2 separate regions of the Zea mays genome follow, and region 1 is linked to region 2. A link is a contact called in public Hi-C data. All regions are on one chromosome and are shown on one strand. Each heading gives the region's core, a stretch centred on a gene start, on an enhancer-like site or on the middle of the called end of the contact. The rest is flanking DNA. Distances are from core to core; before and after follow the strand shown. Region 1 holds the start of LOC100282115 (polyadenylate-binding protein 2). Region 2 holds the start of LOC100285043 (LMBR1-like conserved region family protein).

The links. Hi-C and Micro-C count contacts between places; a contact is called where the count stands out from the background.
Region 1: a Hi-C map of ear shows a contact between it and region 2, with 2.6 times the contacts expected there. The contact joins the promoter of LOC100282115 here to the promoter of LOC100285043 in region 2. A contact is called at or near these places in 4 of 25 Hi-C or Micro-C datasets (ear, endosperm, leaf mesophyll and 1 more).

What each region holds. Positions count from the first base shown.
Region 1 is chr4:185,135,884-185,140,371 of Zm-B73-REFERENCE-NAM-5.0, forward strand. It overlaps LOC100282115 (polyadenylate-binding protein 2), which reads left to right and starts at 2,616. Exons shown (of 6, transcript NM_001155028.1): 1 at 2,616-2,778; 2 at 2,864-2,963. The coding sequence starts at 2,674.
Region 2 is chr4:184,763,501-184,768,095 of Zm-B73-REFERENCE-NAM-5.0, forward strand. It overlaps LOC100285043 (LMBR1-like conserved region family protein), which reads right to left and starts at 3,345. Exons shown (of 13, transcript NM_001318030.1): 1 at 2,985-3,345; 2 at 1,927-2,003; 3 at 1,208-1,366; 4 at 432-645; 5 at 269-355; 6 at 46-185. The coding sequence starts at 3,152.

The DNA of each region.
Region 1 (4,488 bases), core at 1,366-3,865, 370 kb after region 2:
CACATGTCAATAACACAGTTCGCTGTCATGTCGGCTTGCAGATGCCAGGACATCTCTCCTCCAGATACAACACCCGGCTTCACTATGGACACTCCCCTACGAGTATAAGTAGGACAGTAGGGTCCCTCCAAAGGGACAGGAGACAAAAGATGATTCGACCACCGAACACTCAGCTCTCCACACGGCCTACTCGGTCTTAGATATTGACACTTGCCTCAATCATCTCTAGGGACTTGGGGACATCCCCTCTCCCGCAGTGCTTGTAACCCCTACTACAGGCACATTGGTGCGAGTAATATAAGCCTCATCCCCCTCTTCTGGAAGTAGGGCCTTGTGTTGCCCAAACCAGGATAATTGCTTGTGTCTTCTCGCACATGATCTAGAGTCCAGCCATGTGACACTATTTACTAGTTGGTTAAGGACCCATGGTCCAAACGCCGACAAAATGATATCAGAACAAGTATATGTCTTTATCCTTATGCACCGTTCGCTCGCCCGCTCGCTGCATTAGTCATTGATTGTACATGTGTAAATATTGCACTTGATATCAATACAGAAGTGTTGTTGATCCAATCACTCTCACATGATGCTAGTCCACGGTTTTTTCAAAATCTCGCGATGCACCGCTCTCGCTCCTTCTCAAACTCGTGATTTGATGCTCCCAATCCTATATGCTCTTGCCATCTCCCCGTTCACACCATGGACGACCACTCATCTTCCTCTAAATCCAAAACCTTCGAGTTGAGGGGTCCACCTCCGCCTCCATTCTCTAAACTGTCAACATTCGTGTGCATGTTCGTATCACCATCGATGTCAACGAGGTGAACTACTAGCACTAGCGCCGCTTCTTCGATGAGGTGTTAGGCAAGTTTGACCTCACACAACATGGTCGATCGTCGTCGTCGCTGGATGAACGTGACAATGAGTTGCATATGGTCGATCACTGCATCGTCAGCTGAATCTTTGCCATCGTCTACAAGTCAGTGTTCAACAATATCCACAAATCCAAGTGCTCTGCATTCTCGCTATGGAGCAATGTCGAGAGCCTCTTCCGCGACAATAATCTTCATGGGTACGCGCGCCGTCTACCTCGAGGCGGAGTTTCGTGGGTACGCTTGCAGCCTTAGGTGTGGCTATAATGACACCCACGCCCTCGAGTCTAGTGTAGTTAGTAGTCGTTGTATCTACACACTACATATTACTCGCATTACTCGCAGGGATGCATGCAACCTCCTGAACATCTATAGTGACATATTTTGACCACAACTTCATCATTGATAATAAATATAAAGGACGAGAGCTTTATCTCAACTTCAAGGCTGCATGATTGGTTTGATAAGAGGCACATGTGGTTCTAGCCTTTTATGCCGCCTGCAGCAGTCTACGCATAGTTTACCAAAAACATTGTTTTGCACTGTTCTGCACTGTTCGTAGAGTGAAGTTTGAATATGAATATAAGGATGAGTAAACTGCTGGAGATAGTCTTATAGTCGTGGTGTCTAAAGATGTCTTAGGGAGAACCATGGCCTATATGACCTTGTCCTGGCCAACGCAAAACTTAACCTATAGGGCATATGACCTCAAGGATGCCACGGTGGCCACTAAGAAATTGTAGATCTTATTTACCGATGAAGTACCAAAGAGTGATCTACTAGTAGCATTAAAAACCACTACTTGTAGCGTCTTCTACAAGTAGGGGTGACAATGAGCTCTAAATTTTACACTATAAGATTTGAAGGATCAGATCAGTTTAGGACCGGGTCCTATTTCTATTCATTTCTGAACTACAAATTATTTAGGACCCTACCATTTTGTGAAGAAATATTTAGACCACGATCCATTACCACCCTATCTACAAGAGATAGACGACGACAAGATAAATGAACTTTTATCTAATCTAAGATGGTATATATGAAGATCGAAATCATATAAGGCCCACCAAATTACTGGCCATTGAAGACACACGACTTCTCTCCATTAGACAAGAGCATGTCCAAGAGAGTATTTATCTTTGGTTCTTTATTTGACTCTCTATTTACATTTTTATAAATATTACACTCTATGTAGCATATCATTCTAACAGACTATCTATCTAAGAGCATCTCCAAGAGACTAGCTAAATAGCTTGTCAAGCTAAATTTTAGCTAATTAATAGCAAAATAGCTCTCCAACAGGCTAGCCATTTAAGTTGACAAGCTATCCGATTCTTTAGATTGACTCCCTCACTAGCCAAATTTGGCTAGCAAATCTCGCTAGCCAAGCTAACTTGCATGTTGGAGAGTCTGTTGGAATAAGATGTTATATTTAGAGTTTAATCTTTATAGAGTGACAAATAAAGAGTCAAATAGAGAGTCAAAAATAAAGAGTCTTTTGGAGATGCTCTAATTTTGCTAGTAAAATGGTTAGTCAAATTTGGCTAGTGAGAAAGTCAATATAGAGAGTCAAATAGCTTGATGAGTCATATAACTAATTATTAAAGAGTTATTTTGCTGTTAAATAGCTAAAATTTAGCTTGACGAATCATTTAACTAGTATTTTGAAGATGCCAGGCCCATTGTAGGCCCACGACTTCTTTCCGTCCGACCCCTAGGCGGGCCGCGGCGGACCCTTTCCTCACCAAACCCACACCTGCCTCAACTAATCGGGTCAGATCAGGTCATCGGGAAGGCCGCCATGGACGACGAGGAGCACGAGGTTTACGGCCAGGAGATCCCTGAGGACGGCGATATGGACGGCGCTGACGTTGATATGGCCGCCGCCGGGGACGACGCGGCGAAGGTACCACCTCTGTATTCGTGTGTTTCACGCTATACCCTAGCAATGGGTCCTTGCGGATTGTTGACCCCCCTCGGGGTGCGTACAGCTTCAGGAGCTTGACGAGATGAAGCGCAAGCTGAAGGAGATGGAGGAGGAGGCCGCCGCCCTCCGCGATATGCAGGCCAAGGTCGCCAAGGAGATGCAAGGTTGTCTTCCTACGTACTCGCCCACCTTGCCTTTTCGATGCTTGGTGTTTTCTTGCAGTGTGTTGAGGTTTCACTAGAGCGGTTCGATATGCTATAAGCCTTTGATGATCTTTGCATACAAGAATCTTTAAGACCGTTCGAGCGAGTTAAGATCAGTGTCTGTAACTATGGCCGAATTTGTTATTTGGTTGGCTTGGTAAAATTGTGAGATTGTGACAAATCCTACTTCTGTTCACTTCCTTTTTTAACCTGTTCAGTGTGTGTGTACTTGTAGTAGGAGTGTATGATCATGCCATACATATTTTTTGTACACACCTTGAATTATAGATTTAATTTAGTTACATGCTCTACATGTATCTTAGATTTTTGATATCTGATCACAGAGCAGTTCAAATTGAATTTTGACATGTACTTCAGATGTCCTTACATATTCTGTCACTGAGGCTATTTCCTTATGCACAAGACCAGGAACACGCTAAGAATCTTTCATGATAAAATTGATATCTACCAGACTTCCACATATGCCAACCCGTTGTTGTTGTTGTTGTCATACTCGTCTCTTGCCCTCCTATATTTTCTATCTTATTTTTGGTGTTTCTGTCTATTGGAAATCCCTTGCCCTTGTCATTGTATCATTCGTATCTTATTGACTGATCCCCAGTATGGCAAGTCGACAATCCCTCTGCTTTTGCTTTACTGCATGATCCAGACAAATACACTAACCATGGGTTCATATACATGCAATGGAAATAATTCTTTTACCAAAAATGCTAATATCTTCTGAGTAGTTGCATACTTTGTCCGGTGGGTTAATTTTATTATGCCCTGAGTACTGTTTGGTACTTTTCAAATTAAAAGTTCTTCTGTGAAGTGTAAGCGCATGGAGCATCTTGCGTATGTTGGGATTTCGTTCTGGTGATCTATATTTATGTTCATCGAAATTGGCACTTGCTACTATAAAAAATACGTGTCATTTTTTGGACATGACATAGTCTCCAATGTGTACCTTTGACCATTAGTTTATGCCTTATATAAGACTAGTAAAGGGCCTTTCCAGCAATTGGCTGCAGTTTCAGCTGCAGCTGTACAGCCATCCAACAGTGTAGCATATGCAGCATCCAATCAGCAGCTGACACCTCAGCAAACAGCCAGCAGCAGCAGCAGCCTGAAAAGCAGCTTAAACGCACAACAAACATGCCAAAAGTTTCTAAGACTAACCCACATTTATAATATTCATGCTTTTGGACTAAATTTTATAAATAATAATGGTCAAAGTTTCAAAAGTTCGGCCAATTATTTGTGACCAGAGGTACTAGTACCTCTTCTGTGTGCATGTAGATCCACACTCCATGTTTCAACATAGTGTTTATCCAAAGGTAGAATTCAAATACGATGAGCAAGATTTTGTTTATGCCTTACTGCATTTGTGTCTTCTGGTGGATATGCTGGTCTAACATTACTTGGTTTGGTTAAGGGTTTACATTAATTTTATCTTGCTTGTTTAGTTCAAGATGCAAGGTTTCCT
Region 2 (4,595 bases), core at 2,095-4,594:
CCACATTACTAAATAAAATATATACAATGACTTATCCTATAATACCTTTTGCCCCTATAGTACTCCTCATGGGCCCTCCTGAGTTGGCGTCGAAGTGTGGCCATCGATTTATCATCTGTATCATAGTCCATATCATTTTCACCGAATCTACCACCAGAAGGTTTGAAGGATGGATCCTCCCGCAGCTGCGTTGGATAAAAAATATAAGATATTTTGCATATACAAAAGCAATATTTACATTCAATCCATTCACAGATTACAGCAGTACCATTTGAGACAGCATGTTATCAATAATATCCATGTAAGGCCTCAAAATGTCACGTTTTGACATTTGATTTGATGTAGCTTGAGCAACCTGGAAATTGAACGCCACTTCAGAAACATTGAAGAAAATGAATGGTAATGCTTAAACATTTATGAAATATACGTACAACAATTGCATTTGAATATTCTTGATGGGCATTATCAAGCTTTACAGCCATTTTGGCAACTCTATGAGAAAGTACTTTTTGGCGGTGAGACCAGTATGCATTTTTCCAAATGTTTCTTGGAATTTCGCTTAACCCAAAACCAAGAAGAAAAGCACCAGTCACCAATCCAAAGGTATTTGAGCATGCCATTGCAAATCCCACAATACCACCATCCCTGTCAATAAAAGTTATTCTAGGTCAAACACCCTATTAGATATATGTATAAAGGACAGCTATTTTCAGAAGAAATATACTCACTGGGGATGAAAGCAAGCACCATTCATTGGAAATGAAGGCGATAGCGATACTTTGATAGTACCGATGAATATATTTTATTCATCTCATGCATGGTTTTTAAAGCGGTAAGGCGGTCCAAGGCGTTGGAGCACCGCCTGGACGCCTAGGCGGCGCCTAGGCGAGGTAGGCGGGCAAGGCGCCTAGGCGTTAGACCACCGCCCGGACGCCTAGGCGACGCCTTAAGAACAGATATCTCATGAACCAAAAGTGACTGTCAACACTAATCTAGACAATAAACATAATGTTTTGATTTTTGAACTGTTTTTTGTCGAATCTTATATACATGTTTCAGCAAAACAATTCGCCACTAGCTTGGCAGCATCAATACCATGAAAATGACAAAGGCACAATGGTGAACAATATTGAAGTGACACCGCAACACTGTGTTCAGACATTAGATTGTAGTGTGAAATTGAGTTCAAGTAAAAGATTGAACATACCAAGCTCTATGCATGATTAAGAGTAATATGACACCAATAAGGCCAATGGCTCCCACAATTGAATAAAAAAGCAGGTTCATATGAATGCTAGTTTTCAGCCTTTCTTTAACAGTGAAATCTCCTGCGTCTTCATAGCCCTGGATAGTAGGAACTACAGCCCTGTTTGAAGACATAAAAACAAGCCTTGTTTAGAAATATCAGCGACAATGCAAATGTTCAGAAGAAACACTAGTGCATCCAAGAAAAATTGTGACGGAAGATGTAAGCGAACCATAACTATGATTATACAAGAGAACTAAGTTCAAACAGAGCTGTCCTACTAGGAAATGAGTATGCTACAATAATACATTCAGCATAAGATTGGATACACTCAAAGCCTCAAAATCAAGCAGTTAATATAGATTGTATTATATGAACAGGAAGATAAAATTTCCAGGATTTTTTTTCTTTCTACAGGCCATATAATGCATAGCCAGTGTTTTCCCAAGTACCGACCTAGTTTGGATAAAACCAAAAGAGTTGCATTGATGCCCAAATGATGGAGCAGCATAGAATGAAGAGATTGCACATTTTGAGAAATAGTACTAAAATCGTGGTTATAACTGGAAATGGATGTATCAAGTCATCAAATATATGTTTTTTCTTTGTTTTTTATGACACTAAGAACAGGGAAATTCAACCATCGGGCGGAACTTATGCAATACATGTTCATAGCATACCATGTTAGGATAAATGTGCTCCAATAGGACCAGCTCCAAAAGAATCCAATGCCCCCCTTCGCACTGGCAGTTAATGTCTGCGATAGAATGATAGAAGGGTTTGAACCAAAGGAGTACAAAAAGAGAATTTTCAAGCCCGGTAGATAAATTTGTCATTTCATTACAACTAATAAATTTATCAATATTATTTAATGGATATACGTATATTTTTGTAAAGGGAAGGGGGTGGCTTTGAAAGATTAAAAAGAACATAAAAATTTGATCTATGCTCAAATCTGTACTACTAAATACAGAAACATTAAGGTAGGCCAAGTTAGCTGCTAGGGTTTTTCATTAGCCAAAGATTATACTGCACCTGGTTTCTGTGGCTAATGTAACTACTCAAGAGTGTGAAACCTAAAAATGATGAAATCCCATTCATGAATTTGACAGAATACTGAATTAACTCCATAACTATAAAAGAGAAATGAAGATTCGAAGGTGGCATCAGGACTATAGAGGGTTGAACCAAAATCAGTTACTCAGTTATTGAGGCTCAAATAGTGTAGAAACAGAGTTGTCTAAAAGTAAATTGCAGTCATGCACATTATGAGCCTGTTTGGTAGGCTGCCTCGGGCGCCACACCGCGCCACACTCCGGCCGCCGCGGGTGTGGCGCCCAAATCGGCCGCCGCACCTTAGGCGTGCTGCGGCGCCGTAGGAGCCTATCCAAACAGGCCCTATATGCACTACTCCTAATCCCAGGGTAACATACTAACAGTAACAATCAATTTGCCTCGTCCCTCGTACAAGGCTTCCACTGCATTTGTCAGCAGCTTCGCATACCTCATCCGTAGCAAGACGCGTCAATTCATAAGCGTGCTCCAGCAGTAACACGAAGTTTGTGATTCAATTCCTACATACACCCCAAGATTGCAACGCAACTAGAACACGACACGAGCCACACCCGGTGGATCTAACAACACCGACAGCCAAGCCGGCGGAGCCTGGGGCCGACGATGGCCGGAACAGGGGACGGTGGATGAAAAGGTGGGAGAGGGACGCGGCAAGGGATCTGACCTGCCAGATGTCGGCGGGGACGAGGATGATGATGGAGAGGGAGCAGAACCATGCGTATCCTACGGTGGCGACAACGTAGCGCGGCACGGCAGGGCCGGCGAAGTAGCGGAGCGTGACGACGACCATGCCCAGCGTCAGAGGCAGCGATATCAGGTAGAACACCCACATGTCGCCGCCCCGACGCTCTCCGCTAATCCGCTTGGACGCCTCGCCGGCTGGAGGGAAAGGAAGAGTCGGAGTAGCCTGGCCGGCTGGGAACCGGCAGCTTCTCCGTTTCAGAGGCACGCGGGCGGGGAGGTGGGGCCGGGTCCCGCCGGGAGATCGCGGGGTGCTCCTTTGTCTCCAGGGCAGTGGAGAAGCGCGCACGGCTGGCGAAGAACCGAAGAAGGAAGAGGAAGGTGACGATGGACCAAACAGGATCGTTCGGTGGAGTTCGGAAAGCGTACTGGCACGCACGCCAAGGTTGCATCTCCGCCGTCCACCACGAAGCGCACCAAGAAGCGGTTTACGACGACCCTCAAACACAAGGTCGGATATCTCAAAAAAAACTTCTAACTTATTTAGTTTTAAAAACTTTATAAATATATTTCAATCCAAACTTTATAAATATATTTCATTCATTGCATTAATTCCTAAGGTGAATAACCCGGTTAAGGTTTCTGACTTCAGGTCAATTTCTCATCTTAGCATAGCTATCAAGTTAATCACAGAACTCATAGCTGACAGTTCATAAAAAACAGTATGGTTTCATTAAAAATCGTACTATCCAAGATTGTCTTGCTTGGGCTATGAATACTTGCATCAGTGTAAACATTCCAAGAGGGAGTGATGAGTCTTAAGCTAGATTTTTGAAGATAAAAAAAGATTTTGACACAGTTGAACACAGTGATATATTGTTAATGCTCACCAAGCTTGGGTTCTAAAAAATAGGTTCAGTTGGTTCACTCAGTTCTTTGCCACTCACCTCTAAATTGTGGCAAATAGTTAATTTTTCCCAGCGATCGATTTAGGATCAAGGTCACATGAAGAGGGCGATTAACGCATCTCTGTTGTCTGGATAATACGTCATGGATCTTTTGCAGAGGAAGTCGAATAATGGGAACATCCGAACGTGTCCGACGGCTGCGCCTTCCTCAGTTTTGCATAGGGCGTGTTTGGTTTAGGGTAGATTTTGAGGAGCTGATTTTAATAGCAACTCTAAAAGTAGGTTAAAAATTTTACCAAAAAATATTATTAAGAGTAGGTTAAAAGGTTTTAAGAATGAATTATGTACTCAACGGTTTCTCTAAAACCAATACGTGAAGGAATGGATTGGGAAAGATGCAAGAGGCAAAATTTTGGGAAGAACGAATGGATTGAGAAAGATGCCAGACGCAAATTTTTGGGAAGAACGGGAAAGTAAAAAAACCACTATTCGTTACTAAATATGTGTTTTGGGATGTATTCGTTATTAATATGTTTAACCACTATTCGTTACTAATATGTGTTTTGGGATGTATTCGTTATTAATATATGTTTTAGGGTTAGTTTACACGTCCTTTTTGAGTCCCTAAATATATTATGGATCGGATCCAAAGTGAGTTTATTCTATGCCTTGGAGCGCTAGCAGAA